Linked DNA regions of Gossypium hirsutum: region 2 is linked to region 1. A link is a contact called in public Hi-C data. All regions are on one chromosome and are shown on one strand. Each heading gives the region's core, a stretch centred on a gene start, on an enhancer-like site or on the middle of the called end of the contact. The rest is flanking DNA. Distances are from core to core; before and after follow the strand shown.

Region 1 (2,775 bases), core at 211-2,710:
CAAATTGGTTACTTCACCATTAAATGGTAACAAAATATTGACTATGCATTTCTACATTTTTTTGAGTGATTGAAATAGGAACAACTTCTATTTAGAGTGACTAAAAGACTAGTTTACTTTTGTTAAAAAAAAGGCTAATTTACTTTTTTTCAAAACGTGAAAACACATGGTTAACATTTCGTTACCATTTAATAGTGGAATGACAAGTTTGATCAATTTCTTTAACATTTGTGACTAGATTAATAAAATTATCTTTGAATGAACAAAATAGAAATAACCACTATTTAGAGGAACTAACAAAATAATTTATATTCTTAATTTAATTTTATAACTATGATGATAAAATTAAAAAAAATAATTTTAAGATGATTATAATAACAACTATCCCAATTTAAAATGATGAACAATTAGTTTACCCATATAAAAATTGATGATGTGGTTTGAATTTATTTCCGAGCATGTTTTTAATATTGCAGTACTTAATGTGTAGACATGGGCCTCATAAATACCCCGAATAACGCAAGTTAGACAACTAATTTAACGGGCCAAGAAACCGCAATTCCTGTGAGCACGTGACTATGATACTCGCTATGCAGACAAGATTTTCTTTTCTTAGTATTAATTATTAATTAAGAAAATAATCTTTTTCATCCTCTTTTCTGGTATTTTATATGCTATCATGCTCTAACTAAACAACCCATATGTGTCCCAATCCCCAACCAACAATAATAAAGTTAATTACCCTAAAAGAGCATTTATTTATGCATGAAATTTAGGAAAATTTTACAAGATTCTCAAATAAAAATTTAATTAACCAGAAATCTAGCAAATTAATTCCATGAGTTTTTTTTAGCATTATATAATTTAGGAACCAACCTTAGCCTAAGATGCTAATAAATAATAACTTTCTCATTCCTACTACTATGGGCAACTAATTCAATTAGTTAAAAAAACAAATCTTTGACAGTTCCGTTTTAATTTCGTCCATACCCCCATTGTAACCATGGGGTTCTATGTATTTAAGCACTAAGCCGACATGAGGCGTGAAATAGCTATATGTTCAAATAGCTTGGGCCCTTGGGTGTTTGTCGACTTCATTGGAAGCCCTCTTTTTGCTTGCATCGGCTTCGGGATTTGGGGACCCTCATTATTTTGCGCACATGTTGTGATGGTTGTCAGCCATTTGTTTAATGTAATTCCATTCCACTGACAATAATCTTTGCATGCCTCTCCTCAGCTTATTTATATGAAAAACAAAGGATAGATGGGTAGATTACACAGTATAGTGCATTGAGAAAATGTTTATCATTTCAGCACGGTGTAGGTTATGAAGTACCAATTCGTAGGAAGTGCAGAGTTTAGGTAGAATCAGGGTTTGGACCCAAGTTGTCACTCAGCCAGATGTAGTGAGTCCAGCAGATGATTGTGATTCACATGGTGGGTGTATGGGGACCTCATTCATATGTAGATGAAATTAATTTCATGGAAGCATGATACGACTCAAATTTGATGGTGGGTATCGCAGGGTCCACCAAACGCAGCCACTTTTTATTGCAAAAACTGTACGTCTCTGTCTCCCTCCATAATGGTGTTTTTCTGTTCTGTACCTAAAAGGGTTGCCGGTACGGTATAAATCGCCCGAAATACATAAGCAAGAGTACCGGGTGTTGGGCTTGTGGGCACATGATCTTGATTTGTGAAATGAAAGGGAAAAAAGAGGTGCCAATTTAGAGGGGGATTTTAGCCTTAAGATGCTGCCTGGACCCCCTCCCATAATAGGTGTCACCTTCGACTACACACTGATGCACACACCCACCATTTTGCTGTCAAGTTACGTTAGGTCGGCGACCTCTTGGTTCAAATAGCCACCCTCACTTCTACTTCACAATGCTGTTTTCTCCCTTTTTCATTTTTTTCATTTTTTTTGGGGGGGGGGTTATATATGTCAATTTGAGTGGTATAGATCGATTAAAATGACACTTGAAAATTAGCTGATTGCAAATCGGAACAGCCAAAATACCTAATTCCCACACGTACATCACATTGAAAAAAAGAAAACCAGTAATTAAGTTCGTACTATGGTAAGATCGCTTTAGCTTGTGGCCACATACATGACATGAAGATCTTTTTTTTTTTGGTCAGAACATGACATGAGGATGACTTTTTGACTTTTCAACTAATTTCTTTGTTCATGGATGATTTAATCTTTTCCCGAAATTTTCTTTTTTTTTTTCAAGTAAACTGTTGTTGGATATTAAACAGCCCCATAACTGTGTGAAACATTCATTGATCAGTTCCTGAGAGAGGCTTAGAAAAGTCAAATGGGTTCTGGCCATGACTGCGACATGTACTGATCCACCAGGAGTTGTGTTTCTTGCTCTTATCCGACTTGATGTTGCGAGTATCGATTCAATTGATGAATAAGCTAGTCCTTTTACAAAATATATAAAAAAAAATGTTTTTATCTTTTTACATAATTTAAATTTAAAATAAATTTAAAGGATTTAAAAAAAAGAAACATTTCGATTTCAAACAACTCAACCTTGCTATTACAATCAAAATCCCATTTGCCTTTTACATCAAAATTTTATAAGTTTATTTTTTTTACATAATAATTTTTATTTGCATCATAAATGTTGTATAAATAATCTTTGTTGGATCAATGATATTTCAATGGGCTTGAGAATTCATTCAATGATATTTCAATGATATTTACGTGTTTCAGACTCCTTTTGATAGTAACATCACATTATTTTTTGAGCCATCGCACATTGT
Region 2 (2,700 bases), core at 30-2,529, 85 kb after region 1:
ATCACCAATTTTCCCATTCCCTTTCACTATTTCCAACATATGCGAAAATGCCAACCCAGTCTCTTAACGTGCCCACGCATGACATAGTCCACTTAGTCAAAACTTGGAGTTTTTACCCTTTATTTTCTTTTTAATAAAAAATGCAAATAATTAAGTAAAAAATGAATCTACCGTCCAAGAACACTGTTCATATTGATTTTCCCTTCCTTCTAATTTTCAAAACCCCTTTTGTTTGAGCAAAAAAGTTTAAGCCTTTACGGGATAGGTTTAGCACAACCCTGCCATTAACATCTTTTATATGTATTAACCTAAATTAGAATTGAGGAAAAACTTATCAGGATAGTTTTTTTATACAATTGTTTAAAATTACCTATAATTCTTTTTCATCTTTAGATAAAAGGATAAACACGTTTTAAGATGTTTAAACTCACATTCTCTTACTCTAGCGATAAACCTCATCATAGATTTAAATCGTATCTGTTCTTTTTAACACAATTCTTATAACTATCCATAATCTCTCCAACTCATAAATAGGAGGATAATACGTTTCAACGCACTCAAACTTGCGTCTTCTTACATTGACAACAAAATCTACGCCAATCAAGTTAAGATTCAATCGACCATTTAACTTAATTTTAAAAAATTGTTATTAATAACTCATTGATACTTCATATGATTATACATTGACAATGTATAAATCTTAAATTTATTTATATTTGATATTATATGGAGTCAACGAGTTAAATGATAATAAATTATTATAAAACAAGTTATATAAATATAATTTTAGAGGTGAATTAATAATAGTGCCTGTTGTGTAGGTTATTTTATCGATTACATTATATATCTTAAAACTCAAGCTATATATTTTCGAAATAAAATACGTAGACTATAAAGAATATAAGTTAACTGTATAGGATGCCGTAAACATAAACCCAATTCATTTATGTGGAACAAGACAGAAGATAAAAGACAATAATAAAAATAAAATTAGGGTAATTTAATTATAAATTCTATAAACACAAAATTTTGTTATAATGGTGGGGAGACCGGAGAGAAGAGGTGCGCGGAGTAAAAGGAGGCACAGAACCGGAAGAGGACAAAAGATGGAAATTTTAAAAAAAAATAGATTAAAAGGTTTAAAGCCCAGCCCAGGACATAACAGTCATTTTTAGACATCAATTTTAAGGTTAACATCTCTCTCTAACTGAAAACGACTGCAAGCAACTTGTGGTCTACCTGTGAATATATATTACTTTTTTTCGATAGACACCGACTCTATGGCCATCACTCTTTTCTTTATATATAGATCATATGGTTCTCTCGTATTTATCTCTTGTTCTTTGTTTTTTTTTTTTCTTTTACTCTCTTTCACCAAATCTTCTTCCTCCTCTTTATATTCTCTTAGTTTTTTTTTTTCACCATCAACAATGGTGGATCTTCAAACTGTATGCTGCATGTGCGGCGACGTTGGTTTTCCTGACAAACTCTTCCGCTGCAACAAATGCCGCCACCGCTTTCAACACTCGTATGGATTTCTTTGTTTTTTTTCCTCTGTTCCCCATCATCATAGTCCATCCATCTTCATGTGTATATATGCATATATCTAATCATCACCATCATCATCATCATCATGGGTTGATAGATAGTTAGATACCCTTAATTCATTTTATCGTTCATCATCACAGTTAGATAACACCCATCTCCACCAAGCACCACCCAACAACCACCACCAAACGTAATGGTTTCGTATTAGACGGAATGGAAATCATAGGGGTTATCATATTTTCCTTCTTAAAGCGTATATAAAATATATTAATGTTTTCATCATAGCCATATGTACTTTTTTTTTTTCAAATTCTATTTATATTTTATGGGTCGAAAGTTAAACAAGCTCTTGATGCTGGCTGCAGGTATTGCAGTAATTACTACAGCGAGTTCGCTGAACCAATTGAACTGTGTGATTGGTGCCAAAGCGAAGCAAAGAACTCGAGGCAAGGAAGGTCTTCAAAGAAACCAACAACTGGAAACGAGAGTGGAATTATAAACCGATCCGAGTATTCGGGTGACAAAATCAAGCTACAGGATCGAGACGAAAGTGGTGATGATCAGAAAGGAAAGAGCAGTGGGACGCCCTCTCCAAGGCCTACGACACGCAGGTACAAGCTTCTCAAGGATGTGATGTGTTAAAAACACTTAATTTCCAAAGGAAAAAGAAAAGAGTTTGTGTCGAGAAAACTTTGTGTGTTGTCGATAGTAGCAAAACTTGTTCATAAGTTGTTGTTATCCAGCGTTTCTTTTCAGGGTTATGGATGAATTTGTTGGCAGTATGGCTTTTTTTTTCACTTTTTCGGTAAGTTTTGTTAATAAAATAATGTAATTATATTCAAACTGGATCGTTGGCACAGGTTTTTAAGCTTTTGTTTTCGATCTCTTTGTTCCACTGCTAATTAGGCTAAAGTTTGTAAGATTATGGATGCATGACAGATGAGATATTCATATAGGTTTTTCGTGCATGAAAATGTTGGATCATCAAATAAAATATACCAATCTATTTGACAGTCATTAACAAATGTTGGATCATCTGTAACCTAGCGGGATGATTTGGATAAGCATATGATCTAGTGTTTTATCTAGCTAGGGTTTGTTATCATCATCGCAATAAGGGTTAATGGGATGAGTTTCAGCACCTTCATTTCC

The links. Hi-C and Micro-C count contacts between places; a contact is called where the count stands out from the background.
Region 2: a Hi-C map of leaf shows a contact between it and region 1, with 2.2 times the contacts expected there. The contact joins the promoter of LOC121204489 here to the enhancer-like site in region 1. A contact is called at or near these places in 16 of 34 Hi-C or Micro-C datasets (callus, cotyledon, fibers and 3 more).

What each region holds. Positions count from the first base shown.
Region 1 is chrA08:106,020,526-106,023,300 of Gossypium_hirsutum_v2.1, forward strand. No RefSeq gene overlaps it. Among protein-coding and RNA genes, the nearest start is that of LOC121204488, 20 kb to the left of the region's middle. Within about 2 kb of position 1,461, at least 5 of the 9 cell types and tissues checked have an H3K27ac peak or open chromatin away from gene starts, as enhancers often do. A contact at or near this core is called in cotyledon, fibers, hypocotyl and 1 more, where this site is marked.
Region 2 is chrA08:106,105,528-106,108,227 of Gossypium_hirsutum_v2.1, forward strand. LOC121204489 reads left to right here and starts at 1,280. Exons shown (of 2, transcript XM_041074339.1): 1 at 1,280-1,528; 2 at 1,914-2,432. The coding sequence starts at 1,281. The coding sequence ends at 2,190.